Regions from separate parts of the Drosophila melanogaster genome. Here region 1 is linked to region 2. The links are chromatin contacts, called in public Hi-C maps. All regions are on one chromosome and are shown on one strand. Each heading gives the region's core, a stretch centred on a gene start, on an enhancer-like site or on the middle of the called end of the contact. The rest is flanking DNA. Distances are from core to core; before and after follow the strand shown.

Region 1 (3,122 bases), core at 366-2,865, 420 kb after region 2:
CTACGGAACCGAAACTCGCGGATGATCGTAAGTGGGAGATATGTACGTGGGATAAGAGCGAAAGTAGACGGATATCCGATTTGCAAAAAGATGTAGTATTAATTTAAAATGTTTAGAATAACAAAAATAAGCTAACAAAACTATAACCATGACAAACTATGACGATAACAATATATTTGCTATGCGTTACGATTTACAAACTTTGAATACTTTTTAAAAGATGCTTATTTAGGATCGATCCATTGTGCAGCGAGATGAGCGGAACGAAAGGCGAAAGGGACGCTGGTTTGCGTCTCCGCTGTACGCCAGACAGACAGACAGACAAGACGCCGCAATATTATAAACAGGAAATGGAATTTACCCACACGGATGCAGCGCGGTGAAGTGTGTGTCTGTGTAAATTGCTGATGAGCCGACAAACGGACGTGGTGCTCAATTGACAGATGAGCACGAGAGAGACAGGCAGAGCATAGCACACCGCCGAATGAGCGAAGGAGAAGGCCAGAGCGCGCTTCAAAGTTGATTGAAATCAATATACGTACATACGTATGTATACACACATAGCGTGCCGGTGTGAGTGTGCTAAGACCGCTCGTGGAATGTTTGAAAAACGCGGTCAAGCGACGGGAAGAGCAAGAATGTTGAACTCTGGAAGTGGGAAGAAGTTTCTGTAAATAGAAGCCAGGTGGAAGGGGCTTTTGCACCTGCCACGCCCAGCAGCCCCTGGAATCAATTAACATGTTGCACAACTGCAGCGGCTCCTATATACATAGTTCATATAATGTACTTGTGATACAGTGACTTACGCACACAGAGGTGCAATTGCAGATGGCGACGAGTGTAGCGTGTAGTTTTTCTCGGAAATGAGCAATGAATGAAATTCGGTTGTTTTCAGTACTCACACGCACACGAACGCAGATGCATACACTCGCAATTTGGAGCAAGAGAGAAAGTCTGCACGACATGCGCTCTGGCGTTTGTGTGTATACAATTTGCTTACTTTTTGCGCTACAATTGGCAAATAAAACAATAGCGCAATTTTACGCAGCACTTTAGCTTACTAACCCACATTGATGGCTCCACAAAGCGAGCAAAATAATTTGTCTGCCTAATTGAAATAAAATAAATAAAACTAAGCAGAAAAAATGTCGGCAAAAAACAAGGCGCAGCTGTATTGTGCGCTAGTGTGTGTAAAAAGGAGACGGCCATAGAAAAAAAAAACACATATACACACAGGAGAATTTACTGCTGCTTGCGGCGCCCACACACACATACACAAAAACACTCGCCTATTTAGTACAGCAACTGCGTAAATTCAATAAAAATAGTCATCTGGAGTAAAAAAACCCAGTTTCCTGTCTTCATTTCCCTTTTTCCGTGAAGGTACACAGTCACTACTGTTATAATTTAGCACACACACTCGCGCATTTATGTATGCATTTGGGTTGCTTTCATTTGGATGTTTATCACTTACTTTACCACTTACTTTGGGATTTAGCTCTTCGTTTGTCGCACTTTTTTGGCCTGTTTTCATGCCATTTTCTTTTTGAAAAACTGAAAGAGTACAATTCGTTGTGTCGCGTCTTAAATGAACAAGTGTTGCCAGACTTTAGCTGGAGGGAGATGACACTATCGCGAGGCAGCATAAAAATCAGTGCTGTAAAGCGAAATTAAAAAAAATATCTGATAACTTTAATATTAGTTTATTTGTTTACTGAATTTTACATTTTCTTATGTACTATAAATAAAAATCAATTCATAAATTTATTTGAGAGGAGTAAAACAAGAAGAATCCACCTAAACATTACAGACTTAAGTTCTAAATATCCCAAACGTTGTTTAATTTCTATTTATATTTGTAACGATTAGTTAGTTATTAGTAATAATGAAAGAACTAGTGATAAAATCCATTTGTAATCACTGCTAGAATTGGCTTGAAAATAGCTAGACTGACGTTAACAATACTGTTACCAGTTGGCATTTCCTGATCCGGCAACTCCACACGACGCCATTTCAAAACAAATGCGCGGCAACGATTTTATTTTACCCCGCAACATTTAGTGAGAAGTCGCAAAATAAGTCAGATTATTTGATTAAAATGGGAGCAAAGGCAACAAAAATGGAAGGTGAATATCTGCCGGATACGCCGACACTAAACAAAATGCGCCTGGCCAGCGAAAAGCGAGAACAAATGGAAATGACGACGCCGAATCGAGAGCAAAACAACGCTTTGCTCGATCCTCGATCACCAAATGGCTGCCGCACGCCTTTAACCGTGAGTTTATAGGCATTAGGTATTTTTTGATATTACTAACCCTAGTAATGATGGCTGCGTTGTAGTTCTTGCAGGCGTCAAAACCTCGCGTTGAGGAGGAGGAGCAGCATGTGACCACCAGTGAAAATGCCTTCTCCATGCTGCGAAAACGTTTGCTCAAGGGCTTCTCCCTGAACGATCCTCGCTCTCCTCAGCTGAATCGCACTCCACTGGTCCTCGATGAGGTTCGTTCGCTTAATATGGATGACACATTCGCCGATCTCTTCGTGGACACCAGGGTGGGTACAGCACAGAGAGCAGTGCCTGCATCACCGCCCCAAGTGGATTTAGAGGAGAGCTGCGATAGCTTCGGCACACCGCCGTCTGCTGCACACAACAATATTTCCCTGGAGATTGTTTCACTGCCCTATGATCAGGAAGAAACCTTGCCTTGCGAGCAACAGCTGCTGCCGTATCAGGAGCCGAATCTGGAGCAGGGCCAGGTGAAAATGGCCACGCCCCCGCCAGAACAGCAGCCCCATGGTGATCCCCGATCGCCCAGCCTGGGCGTCGATCGCACACCCATCATCTTCTGCGACGACGAGGAGGAGGAGGCACGCGAGGCCCAGATGCTGGAGCACATCCTGGAAACACTGACCCTGAATCTCAGCACTGGCAGCAGCATGGCCTCCTTTGTCGCTGGCGAGGAGCAGCTACCAGAAGTGCCGTCGAACAAACATTTGGAGCGAGTGCGTTTGGGTCACAAGCGTCGTGTGCCACCGCGCAAGCCCGCCAGAGCCAACAAGCCAAAGATCTATGTTGACCAAGAGGAGGGGTCCCCGGTGACCGGAGGATCCATTACGCCCAA
Region 2 (3,213 bases), core at 224-2,723:
CTTGTGCGAAATCAGAGTTTATGCGAATACAAATAATCGTTTATTGCGAAACAAACCCGAAAATAAACGCGGATGATAATCTTTTGACTCACTGCACTGGTTCTATGCATGGGGCTTAGCCCCCAAAAAATGGCTAGATAGTACAAGTTACCCCACGACCAGTGGCGCGGTTTCCACTGCTTCCGCTCTTTGTAGCCCTTTTTCGGGCTCTTCTGCTGCGCTTCGTTCTTCGTTCGTGCTTCTTCTTCTCCGACTTCATCGCCGCCGTCTCCTTTGCCGCTCTCTTTGTAAGTGCAGCTCACTCCCACTCGCATATGTACATACAGAGCCCGGAATACTTGGAGTGCACTGCTCCCTCGCGCAATTTATGTTCTGTTCGAGTACATATGCCGCATACATATGTACGTGTGCGAGTGTAGGAGGTTGTCAGAGGTCAGTCTCATCGCCGCATGTATGTAGGTATGTACATGCATACAAACACCCGTTCCAATTGCCAATCCATTCCCCGTGGCGTTCTGCAGAAACTAGATTTCCCGCTCTCTCTCGGTCCCGTTCGCTGGTTCTTTGTCTCTCTCGCTCTCCCGCTGGCTAAAACTGGTTGAGTGAGTTTTTTCGGCTGGCCGCTTTTGTCGGCTTGGTTCGTTCGTTCCGTTCCCGTTCGTTTCCGTTCCTCGTTCCGCGTCTTGTAAAATTCTTCTTCGCCATGCTGGTTCATTCTCATTCAGTTCTTAACACTCGCCGGATAAACAACAGTTTGGCGCTTGTTCGCGTTCACTTCCCGTCGCGTTCAGAGAGAATACACTACTACTGCTGCTGCTAGTGTGTGTGCGTGCGTGTGAACTGTGCGAAAAGAAGCAATATAAAGTATTAATACTAGTGGAATATTAAGTAAATCTAAGTGCAACAGAAACATACACATACCTAGCCTATGTACGTATGCTACAAGATATACATATCTGCAGCAAATAAATGTTAACTCAGTATACAAGCGAACAAAAGCACCAGAAACAAATTGTTTAGTTTTGCTGCTCATTCTTCTTCTTCCACCGATGCCGTAGAGTTCATCAACTTGTTTAGAATCGCGTACGTGACTGTATGTATGCCTGTGTGAGTGAGTGACAGTGTGTTGGTGCTGCCTTTTTCCTGCTGCGCTTCCTCTTGCTCGTGCATCTATCTCTTTCTGGCGGCGCATCACTTGCATTGTTGCTGTTGCTGTTTGTTGCAATGCAACAAAACATTTTATTCTTGCCTTTTCCCCCTCCTGGTCTTCGCCTCCTTTGGCGTTTGTTTATGAGCGTGTTTGTGTATGTGTGTTTGTTCTTTTCGACGTCCGCGCGCATTGTTGTTATTTGCTTGCATTAACTTCTACGTTTCTACGCTTTTGTTATTATTATCTCATTTCTTATTTAGCTCTGCGCCACAGTCTGCTCTCCACAGTCACGGCCAGCAGTTGGTGTAAAAGTGTAATGTTGATGCTCGCCAAAGACATAAATAAAATAAGAGTGAAAAATGTAGAAAATCTAAGATATTTTTTCAGTTTGTGCAATACTACAAATTCGCTTGTACATATCCCCTCGACCTTAACTTTGCTTTCATATTCTCTTTCTGCGGAATACTATTCTGTATATTCCCCTGGTCAATAACCACTGTATTTGCAAGAGCAAACAATAATCTGATAATGATGAAATGGTTTATCAACCTCTGAAGCCTAGAGGTGTGCACACTTCCTTCAACTCCAATGCGCGACGACCTTCCCCCGGCCAAAAAGTCCGAAAGTCGAGCCTATTTATCGCGACACAACTGTTCAAACAATTCCCCAACAACATTCGATTCGCGTCGGCAGCGACTGTGTTCATGGGTATTGTTGTGGATATCGTTATTGTTATTGCATTTGTTGTTGCTGTTGCCGCTGCGATGCGGAAGAATAAAACACGAGTTTGTTTTCTTGTTTCTGTGTGTATTTTAAACCAAAATTATTACGGCAATGTTCTTTAAACTTAATCACTGTAGACTGACAGACTGATCGACGTGCAAACCACGCTTGGGGCTTCTCATTAATATACGAACTGCCGGTTCGAGTGAGTTAGTGAGTGCCTGTTTTATTTACGCCGAAAGCAAAAACACAAGAGGCGAAAACAAAACCGAAACCAAAATCTAAAAACGTGTTTCAAATTTGTTCCTATCTGTGTTGTGTCTCTGGGTCCAGTATTTGGGGTTTGGCGTACAAGCATGTGGATATGGATACGAGCAGAACGGAAAGACGAAACATAACATATCGAATGCTATTTACTCCATGTGTCTTGTTTCACGCTCGATTTGCGTCGCCAGCAGAGCTAAGAAATAAAAAACTACGCTTACTGATTAAAAAAGCTGTCGCCGGGCTTTATATTTTGCGTCGAACTGATTGTGTGCAGTGATTACTCGGAAGCGGGAATTAGAAAGGACCCCGGCCAGATATTTATTTGATTAAAAAATGCAAAAGCATGCTGCTAGCAACAGAAAAGAAGATTGTTTAAATTAATCATAAAATTGCACTAGTTTTTGCACTAGTTTACACTTTATACTTTATCGTAAACACCAGCTCGGGCAACCTTTTTGAAAACTCGAGAATTTACTGTTTATAAATAGGTACAACTGTACCCTAAACAAACAGAAGGGTTGAACAATTATAATTTTATGTTTTTTTCCTTGTTTTTCTAGCTCGTTACTGTATTGTTTGGAGCAGTCGAAAGTAATCTTCTTGGGTTTACCTAAAGACTTACAAGTCTGATCTAATTCACTTTTATTCGCATTCGCCCAGTGATCACTGTAGATTACCAGCTGCTTTGAAGATTTTCTGATTTACAATTCAGATACAATTGACAACGATCCTTCTTTTATCAACAGCGATTTGGGCCATCTCCAATCGATTCGCCATCGCAACCCGAACGCCTTGTGTAAATGCGTTTCCTGTGCTGTTTTGTTACTTTCTGAGATTTTCTAGAACTCGGTCGGGGTCGTTCTTCTTCCCTCTTCTGTCCCCGCCAATCTTTGTCGTACCAATTTCGTTGTGTTTTGCTCTGCTTTGTTTTGGGTTCATGTGCGAGTTTTCATTATCAGAGAGCGTTGCTTACCACCACGTAATAGATAACGCAGGCAACCCGAAGTTGGTACATCTCTAATTGAAAATGTTAAAGTAGATAGCAAATATTTATCGAAAGTTAACACGAAAAT

What was found. Hi-C and Micro-C count contacts between places; a contact is called where the count stands out from the background.
Region 1: a contact with region 2 is called in a Hi-C map of the Kc167 cell line, with 4 times the contacts expected there. The contact joins the promoter of spi here to the promoter of lncRNA:CR44977 in region 2. A contact is called at or near these places in 9 of 107 Hi-C or Micro-C datasets (the Kc167 cell line, cellular blastoderm embryo, embryo and 4 more).

Annotation. Positions count from the first base shown.
Region 1 is chr2L:19,575,700-19,578,821 of dm6, forward strand. spi (spitz) reads right to left here and starts at 1,616. Exons shown (of 3, transcript NM_134291.5): 1 at 1,487-1,616. msb1l reads left to right here and starts at 2,002. Exons shown (of 2, transcript NM_136147.4): 1 at 2,002-2,275; 2 at 2,341-3,122. The coding sequence starts at 2,099.
Region 2 is chr2L:19,157,826-19,161,038 of dm6, forward strand. It overlaps lncRNA:CR44977 (long non-coding RNA:CR44977), which reads right to left and starts at 1,474. Exons shown (of 2, transcript NR_124379.1): 1 at 922-1,474; 2 at 43-840. All of the region lies in intron 2 of brat (brain tumor), which reads left to right.